Regions from separate parts of the Mus musculus genome. Here regions 1 and 3 are each linked to region 2. The links are chromatin contacts, called in public Hi-C maps. All regions are on one chromosome and are shown on one strand. The core of a region is the stretch at or near the end of the contact, and the rest is flanking DNA. Distances in the headings are between cores, read along the strand shown.

Region 1 (2,970 bases), core at 369-2,868, 270 kb after region 2:
GGCCCACCCTCCCCAGTGAAGCCTTAGCACTGGGGGGGGTGGCTCTGTGTGCTCGAAGCCCTGTGCTTCCTGTCCGTTCTCTGGGGTGTTCACAGTCATCCAAAACCAAGGAAATGGAGGCAGGGGAGGCTTAGCTACGCCCAAGGTCACAGTTTACACCTGTTTGAGCCGGGCTTCAAAGTGGAGGCCCAGAGTTCTGCCCTCACCGGCTTATCTACATTTACGCTGACTGTAAAAACTTCCTAATTATTAGACGCCAGTAAAACAGTTCACCTTTGGACTTGGGTAGAAAGCCATGCTCACGTGTGTGCTTATGTCAACATAAGGCTTTTACACACACACACACACACACACACACACACACACACACACACAGCTGTCTCCTAGAATACTGGTCATCACTGATTTGAAAATATTTCCTGAATGACCTCTTCTGCCAGGCCAATAAATTGAACCAGTAGATGGCTAGCTTGTTTGTAACCCTTTAGGTCTCTTTAAGTCCTGCTAATAGCTGTGAGCCTCCCCAGGGACTGGGGCCAGCTGCCCTCCACTCTGTCCCGCAAGGTACAGAGAGGCTCTGTGGAGCTAGGGAGGGGAAACCAGCGGAGAAAGCCCACTGCTGAGCCATGTGCCAGTGGGGGGCTTCCAGCCAGGTGTCTTGGGGACAGGGGCTGGCAACCATCCTCCAGACAGGATGAAGGCATCCCACAGGGGCACTGCGGATGAGTATAGGGTATGTCTGCCCGTACCCTTTCTCACCCTGCCTAGCCAGTCTTTCAATGATTAACTGTGAGACCTTGGCACCATGTGTCGCCTACCAGTGACAAGCAGAACTCACCTCTCTTGCTTGCAGTAATGATTCCAAACACACTGCCCTCCCCTCATCGCCCCCCTTCCCCGGCCGTAAGGCCTCTCTGTCTCTTCTGAGCCTCCTTTGCTCTCTTCTTAGACCTTTATGTCCCAACCATCTGAGAGGTTGGCCCTCCCCGCCTCTTCCATTTATTTCTTGTTTCCTGCCTTAGCACTTATCGGAAGTGAACAGGCCTGGTGTTTTTATTTTGTCCCTGTCTCCTCCCACTAGGAAAGCTGGGGTTTTTTTGCTTGTCATCCGTGTCCTCCCCACCCCCCACCCCAGATGACACACATTAGGTGCTCATTGAATAGCTGCACTGTGAACAACTGAATCCCCAGAGCTCTGCGGGCTGGGCTTGTTGAAGTCTGCCTGCTGAGTACAGGCGGCCACCGAGTGCCTGACTGTTCTTACTGATGTCACCCTACAGTTTCTGTGTGGAGGCTCCAGAGCACACAGAGTGGGGCATGTCTGTGCAAGACAGCGAGGAGGGCGCTAGCCTGAAGGAGGCGGAGGGCAGAGGTCTTCCCATCCCCGTCTCTGTCTGTCACTGGGAGACTGGGACACGGGGTGGGCTGGGGTGGCATCTTTTCATCTTGCCTCCTGCTCCCCCACCCCAACTCCCGACAAAGTAGGAGAGGTACCCCGTGGCTGCTAGCCTCCACTGTCCCCTTTGTGGATAAGAAGGGGCGTTTCTCTAGTCTGCGGCCACATGTCTGAGTCTGGCTTCCTGCACCTGGGCACGTCCCAGGCAGTCTGTGGCCAGGCTGTGTCTCCTGGCCAGGCCTTTCAGGAATGTACCCTTGCCAGGCTGGCTGTGAGAATAAGGCTGTGCCTGCTTGGTCATTCTGACGAGTGTGGGACGGTCCTTGGTGTTCTCACCAGAAGTGCAGAATCTCTGCAATTCTTTGTTGTTGTTTTTTGAATTGTATGGGTGTCTTTGTTGAAAAGCACTTGGCTAGGCTGTCTTTTTAAGTAGAGAACCCGTTGGTGTGTGCGTACATCTCTACTTTTATTCCATTTTTAGACAGGGTCTCTCATTGAACCTAGAGCTCACCAGTTTGGCCGGCTGCTCAGCAAGCCCCAAGACTCTTATTTACTACTTCTGTCACCAGGATGCAGTCATGTACTGCCCTGCCCAGCTTTTTTGTGGTTGCTGGGGATTTGAACCTGTGTCCTCATGCTTTGTTGGTAGACATTTTATTAACTGAGCCACCTGCCCTGCTGATCCCTTTCAGCTCTTCTTCCTATCAAGCAATGTCTGTCTGTCTGTCTCTCTCTCTCTCTCTTTCTAAGCTTCTTGATTTTTGTTTAAAAATATTTATATGTAGAGAAGTTTTACATTTTTTCCCAGTTGTCAGAGGCTTGTGTGTCTTAATTAGTTAATTAGTGGCTTAGAAAATTGTTCTAATTAGAAATGGTTTGAGTATATATGTGTGCCGCCTGAGTGTACGTCCACGTACCATGTACATTCGGTGCTTGCAGAGACCAGAAGAGGGCATCAGACTTCTGGGAACTGGAGTTGAAGATGGTTGTGAGCTGCTGTGTAGGTGCTGGGTCCTTAACCCGGAACCTTTTGCAAGAGCCAATCTCTCTAGCTCCAACTCCTCCAAGTTTTAAGGTCAAGCAAGCATTACTTGTTCTTAAAAAGGGGGATTTGGCCGATGTTAATCTAGAGCTGTTTTGCTGTAAGGAGCGAGGCACCCCCCCAGTTAACTTGAGTCACTCCTATTTTCTGTTTCTCTGCAGCTTTGGGCCATCGCTACTCTCTGTCCTCTACAGTTCTTCCAGGACTCCCGGGGACTGTTATTGCCCAGGACTCACTGGCCTTGCTTTGACACTGTGCTATTTTGCTTATTCCGCATTCACAGTATTTTTTAGTTGAATTCTTTCATATGAAACATGAAGGAATAGAGGGGTCAAGTCACTTGCCTGAGGTCACACAGCTAGATGGAGTGGCTCTCCCTGTTACCTGTTGTGCCTCTCCCTGTTGGCTGTGTGTCCTGGCCAACCTAGCCAGTCCCTGGGTTACTTCTTGGTGTTTCTTATTCCTTATGGAATGCTATTTCTATTTTAAAAAGAAATACTTGGCTGGGCAGTGGTGGCGCATGCCTGTAATC
Region 2 (3,070 bases), core at 12-2,511:
GAGTTCTGTTATGCGAAAGCACAGCATAAGTCGCCCCGGCTCCTAGCGAGAGTAAGGGAAATTTAGAAAAGCTATTATCAACGGTGCAGCTAGCATTCTAAGATAGTTCAGGCTGAGTTCTAATGTCAAATTCAGCAGTAGACATAGATATGGGTCCAAAGAAATACATGAGGATAAACCACTGTGCTAAATGCTAACTGTAACTAATTTTTAACTATTTTTGAGATCGGTTTAGTAAGTGATTTTTTTTTAAACTTTCTGGATCCTCTCTGATCATTTTTTAAATTGTTTGTTTGTTTGTTTGTTTGTTTGTTTTTGAGATAGGGTCTAAAGTAGCCCAGGCTGTCCTTGACTTCATTCACTATGTAGCAGAGGCTGGCCTTGAACTTTTAATTTTCCTCTCTGAACCTCTCAAGAATCAGTATTACAGGCCAGCACCACTGTGTTCAGTCTGGAGACCAAACCCAGGGTTTCTTGAACGGCAAGTACTCTTCCAACAGCTGCAGCTGCAGCCCCGTTGTTATTTGTTTATGCCCTTGAAACCAGAAGTTTGTAGCAAATGCTTAGAACATCCTGATGATAGGGACACCCCCCCTTCAGTAAGAAACTGAAAAAGAGGCATGGGGGGGGGTGCACAAGAGTTGTGAAGCAGGAAAGCAGGAGAATGAACTTCAAGAGTTGTTTTCAGCCAAAATAGGTGAAGGTGTTTCCTCCAACATCCACTGATGACCTAGGACAGGCAAATCTCTATAAAACTCAGCCTGTTCCCCACAAAGTGGCGCCTCCCTTGCAGGCTGCAGATTGCCGTCCTAGCTGGATGCCAAATATTATAGTGGGTTGAAAATATGTGTGTGTAACCAGATGATATTCTTCCCAGTAGAAGCCATGCCAAATACATTTCTTGTTTGGATAAAGGGGGAAAAATAGGGGGAGGAAGAGGAGGAGGAGAAGAGGACATACTGGTGGTGGTGGTGGTGGTGATGATGATGAAGATAGTGGTGTTGATGATGGTGATGATAATCATTTGGTGATAATGGTGACAGCCCAAAGCCCTACAGGAGCAGGGCCCTTTGCTTTCATGTGTATCCCCACCTTCCCCACGCCTGGCAGAGCTGACACACAATTACATTTGTAGGAAGACTAAATAAATCAACAAAAGATTTTTTTTACTTTACCCCGGGTGCACATACCAGCCCCTGTTAGGCAGCAGGCACACAGGAACAGGAAGGAAGCTCACGAGTGCCGTGTCAGAGCCCCATCACATCCCCATTAAGACGACCGAGTGAAAGATGTCATACTGAGTCAGATCCTTCCTCATTTGATGATTACCACCATCATCATCACCATCATCACCACCATCACCATCATCATTACGCCATCACCACCAACATCCCCCACACCACCATCACCATCACCCTAGCTCTGCACTGCATAATTTATGTCAAAAGGTCTCCATTAAGCACTCTAACTGGACTATGCTTTGTGGGGAAAGATTGCTGTGGATAAGGCAGGGGTGTCTCTGTGGGCAAAAACGGTGCTACTTAAAATATCGATGGGAACAATCCAAGCCCTGGGATGGATGTGCCAAGGAGTAATGGATCGGTGGGCACAGTTAGAGTGATCTCTGTAATAAATTAGAGCGGAAGCTGTAACCAATCAGCGTAGAAGCCTTGGCTAATCAAGGTAGATGCAGGAACCAATCAGAATGGCCTCTGGCTTAAGTGGAAGACACTGTGTCCAATCAGAGTGTACCCTCGCCAGAACTGTGGATAGGCTTGTATCCATGTGTGAACCGCTGATTGTCAGGTTTCATGGCTACAGGATGGCGCCACGCAAGTGGTCAGCCCCTCCCAGTCCCACCCCTTCCTATTGAAACCCACCCCTCCACCCCCCACCCCCCACCCCCCCCGCCGCCCAGAGAAGTGGTATGGAGAGCCGGTGTTTCAGATATAGATTGTGGACTTGCAGAAAGAGCCTTGGGAAGGTGAGGGTTCTCGCCGGCTCACTAACCTAGCTTGGGGTGGATTAACGTGGAGTCTATCCTGAGTGTGCCATCACAGGTCAAGCACTTAGAGCCCTGAAGATGCCACGGGTGTTTAAAAAAATGAACACAAGGTAGCTAAGACGCTAAAGCCTCAGGTTAGCTGGATAGATTTGGGAGAGGCAAATCCCACCACGTGCCTCCACCTGCTCCATCCTGCAGACTCACCTCCATCCAGATCCACCTGAACCCACAGGGGTTCCCCAAAGACAGCCTGACAGAGAAGGCCGACTCCAGCTCCAGCCAGGCCAGTGCACCCAGTGATACGAGGCGTCTCCACCTTCTCGCAAAGGATCACTTGCTTCTGAGCAGTCACGTGCCACTCACTGGTCGTACACTCAGCAAACACTGTGAACTCCCCAGGAGAGCTGAACTGGTGGGTCACGTTGCTGGACACACTGTGGGAGGGAGAGCGGGGGTTCAACAATCATACATGAGTTCACAACTCTCGTGCTCTGCAAAGGCAAGATGGCAGGGGCGGGGGCGGGACCGCATGTAGCACAGTGGGGAGCGGTCTTGTCTAGCATGGATGCTGTTTGGAATTTGATCTCCAGCCCTCCGTTAACTGGGTGCGACGACGCCTATCTGTGGTCCCAGCACCCGGCAGGAGGAGGCAGAAGATTAGAAGTTCAAGATCATCCTCTGCTACATAGTGATTCAGAGGCTAGTCTGGACTGTCTCAGTCAGTCAGTCAGTCAGTCAGTAAATAAATAAATACATAAAAGTTTGACAAAGACAAGAAAAAGATGTCACACAACACGCCCTGTTCTCTATGTTAGGGGAGGTCACACTATGACAACTCAGCATGGGATCAGGAATAGCATGGATCAGCCTTGGAAAATGTCAGCTGCCAACCCTTTGAAAACAATTACGTGTGTGTGTGTGTGTGTGTGTGTGTGTGTGTGTGTGTGTGCCAGAGGTCAACCTTGGGTGATATTCTTCAGGAGTCCAGTGAACTACCGGGATCCTCCGGTCTCGGTCTCCCCAGTCCTGGGATTACAATGCATGCCACCATGCCTGACTTTTTAT
Region 3 (2,884 bases), core at 313-2,812, 310 kb after region 2:
TTCTGAAGAGGTCCCAGTGGGACCTTCCCCAGGGTAGAGTCCCTTGGAACTGTGGTACCCGTGGGGAGTTCAGGTCCCACCCGCCTGGCTGTTACTGTTCTTAGACATGTCTGCAGATTCTGGGTAGAACGGAGCTGACTTGGAGACATCTTTGAGCCCCTCATCAACCGTTTCAGTAGCAAAGGCACCTTATTGGGACAGATGCCAAAGTGCCAGGCCCAGGGACCAAATTCCCACCCTTCCCATGCCCGCAGAGAAGATGGGTCTTGGAAGGGTCGGGATATGGAAATAGCTAGCCTTGGCTCTGTTACTAAACTTCTTGAGGCATTTAGCCATAAAAGGGGGCAGCTGCCGAGGCTGGCTTCTTGATTAATGAGCCCCCTGTATGCCTCATCACAGTCCTCATGGAGTCCTGGGATGGCCCTGCCCTTCAGGCCCCCCTGCGTTGCAGGTTTTTGTTTTTGTTTTGTTTTTTTAAGCCAGGGGTCCAACTGTAGCGCAGCTGCTGTTCTAGGTGGGCGGGGACTCCGCAGCTGTGCAGCAGTGGGAGACCAGACCCCCCCCCCCCATCCTGCTGGCCTTAGCCCCATTCTGCACGGTGCGCACTGCCCTGGACTGTCCAGGTCTCTCTCTGTTTGTGGTTGTGAGATTGGGTCATGGTGGGAAGCAGGAAGAAGCCTGTGACCCGTCATATCCTCTCTCTCCATTTCCTCAGGGTGACTACAGCTCCCTTGCTTGCAGTGTGGTTGAGTGAAGTCAAGCCCTGAGCTGGGGCTAGAGTGGTCTATGGAACTAGAGTGTGTGGGGTGTGTGTTGGGGGGATATGCTTGGTGAGGGTGGGGCTTGTGGTGGGTGGGTTTTGGTGGGGTGGGTGGAGCTTTGGGCATAAGGTCTGATAGAGTGGGATCCGATGAGTGGCGACTGTGTTTGTGACGTGGGTATCTTCCTGTCACCCCATTGGAAAGATAATAGGACAAAGGCTTTTCACAATGATGGGAGAATAGGAGGTCCAAGTGGCCATGAGTAGGTAGAGCATGTAGATGGTCTACACAGTGGGGCACATTCAGCCACCAACAGAGGTGAGGCAGGGCCTCCACTCTGAGCCTGTGTAGCAGTGTTCTGAATAGGCAGATTCACACAGGTAGAATGTGATGGGCAGGTGAGGGCGTTTCCCCGTCAGGTGTTGGCTTCTTGGCATGATGGGTACTAGTCCCTGGCAGAACGACCATTGAGAACACAGATGTGGTACTGTCCTGCGCTGGAAGGGGCTTCCTGTCAGATCATGTGGCATCATCCATCCATCGCTCCTGGAGACCAGACCAGAGCATCCTACTGCTGTGCCAGGTGCCAGCACGATGGCGCCAAAGGACCCTGCTCTGCGACTGGGATGACTCAAGTTCCACTCAGCTGCCGGAGTGACAACCAGCCTGCTGCTTACAACCCAGGCCTCTATGAGGCTTCTGCTGCGGCACTTAGCGGCGGCTCCAGTCTGGAGTGGCTGATAGAGAGAGGGACTTTCCAGATAGGCTTTTCCTTTTGGGGTGTGGGAGCCCCCCATCCCACTGGAATGTATGTCTTGAGTCAGCCTAGAGCCTCGTCCTGGGGGCTGAAGACTCATGAGTCATGTGCTCATCACCATGGAAACCGGCGATTGGCTGGGGCGGGCGGCAGAGCTGATCTCTGAAAGACAGGATGGTGAAGGATGTTGGATGAGCACCCCACTGGATGAGAAGCCTGTGAAAGCAGATAATTAATGGAAACATTAGCTCTGAAGGTCTTGGGGTTTGGGAAGGGGGAACACTGGCGAGGGACCCCCCCAGCCACCTGCTCTGTCTCCCATTTAGGTCTTGGATGCGTTTGAGCCAGGCTTATCACAGAATTCTAGAGGGCGGGTTTTTTTTTTTTTTTTTAATAGCAGGCCCTCTTACACGAGCCCATATTAGTTCCATAGCAGAACACCGCCACGGCTCTGAGATTTGTCCCCACCTCCCATGAGAAGGCAGTGTCCCCAATGCACAACTCATAGTGTCCCAGAAGGCTGTACCCCAAGAGCCAGGACCTTGGGTGCTGGATGTCTGTATCCTTAGTACCCAACACATGCTGACCCAACATGGTGCTTAGTTCAGAAACCCTAGTGCCAAAGCCATCTTGTTAGAACGTGGCCAGAAAGTAGCGCCCAGCTGAGGCAGCAGTGGGTCCCTCATTCCTGGCCAGGGCTCCCAGGACTCCTTAATATCTCTCTAATGAGAGTAATTTGGCAACAGCAGAAAACACGCTCTAACCCTTTGTCCCAGTAATTCCATTTCTGGGAATCTGGCCTAAAGAAATAATCCTAAATATAGGCTAGAAAAACAGGCTTCACAGGGATGTTCACCTCGGAGTTGTTTATCGCTCATGCAAAGCAGACCGGCGGGAGCAGAGAGAAACTCCCGAGTGGATGCTCGTAGGTACAGCGCAAGCACATTCTTTGATTTGGGACTCAGGGAAAAAAAAGTTTAGGGCCGTTGAGATGACTCACAGGGTAAAGTCAGCAAGCCTGACATAAAGGCAGCAGGCTTGACGACCTGAGCGTGATCCCTGGGTGGAAGGAGAGAACTGACTCCCACAAGTGGATTGCAACATATAAACTGTGTGTGTGTGTGTGTGTGTGTGTGTGTGTGTGTGTGTGTGTGTACATACACATATGTGCACAGTAGATAAAGAGTAATACAAGTTCCAGTTAAGAATAGTCAGGAGAGCCTGAGAGATGGGTGCAGTGTAAGAGACCTTGTTTTACAAGCATAAAGACACAGGTTCGAATCCCCAGCATTCATGTAAAGGCCAGGCATGGCAATACACATCTGTGACTCCAGTGTCTCAGAAGAGACAGGTTGAGGCCCATAGC

Evidence for each region. Hi-C and Micro-C count contacts between places; a contact is called where the count stands out from the background.
Region 1: a contact with region 2 is called in a Hi-C map of the N1E-115 cell line, with 2.4 times the contacts expected there. The contact joins two enhancer-like sites. A contact is called at or near these places in 3 of 39 promoter capture datasets (the 3T3-L1 cell line, the HPC-7 cell line and hippocampal neurons), 1 of 484 Hi-C or Micro-C datasets (the N1E-115 cell line) and 2 of 115 datasets of contacts at active chromatin or transcription factors (effector CD8 T cells and pancreatic cancer cells).
Region 3: a Hi-C map of the N1E-115 cell line shows a contact between it and region 2, with 3 times the contacts expected there. The contact joins two enhancer-like sites. A contact is called at or near these places in 2 of 39 promoter capture datasets (3T3-L1-derived adipocytes and the HPC-7 cell line), 7 of 484 Hi-C or Micro-C datasets (the HL-1 cell line, the N1E-115 cell line, adipose-derived mesenchymal stem cells and 4 more) and 1 of 115 datasets of contacts at active chromatin or transcription factors (pancreatic cancer cells).

What each region holds. Positions count from the first base shown.
Region 1 is chr8:117,334,028-117,336,997 of GRCm38.p6, forward strand. The region is part of intron 1 of Cmip (c-Maf inducing protein); the gene reads left to right. Among named protein-coding and RNA genes, the nearest start is that of Gm51554, 20 kb to the left of the region's middle. Within about 2 kb of position 1,619, at least 119 of the 459 cell types and tissues checked have an H3K27ac peak or open chromatin away from gene starts, as enhancers often do. A contact at or near this core is called in the N1E-115 cell line, where this site is marked.
Region 2 is chr8:117,065,875-117,068,944 of GRCm38.p6, forward strand. It overlaps Pkd1l2 (polycystic kidney disease 1 like 2), which reads right to left. Exons shown (of 43, transcript NM_029686.4): 6 at 2,210-2,439; 7 at 1-42. Among named protein-coding and RNA genes, the nearest start is that of Pkd1l2, 15 kb to the right of the region's middle. Within about 2 kb of position 1,262, at least 24 of the 459 cell types and tissues checked have an H3K27ac peak or open chromatin away from gene starts, as enhancers often do. A contact at or near this core is called in the HPC-7 cell line and the N1E-115 cell line, where this site is marked.
Region 3 is chr8:117,370,764-117,373,647 of GRCm38.p6, forward strand. All of the region lies in intron 1 of Cmip (c-Maf inducing protein), which reads left to right. Among named protein-coding and RNA genes, the nearest start is that of Gm39260, 51 kb to the right of the region's middle. Within about 2 kb of position 1,563, at least 118 of the 459 cell types and tissues checked have an H3K27ac peak or open chromatin away from gene starts, as enhancers often do. A contact at or near this core is called in the HPC-7 cell line and the N1E-115 cell line, where this site is marked.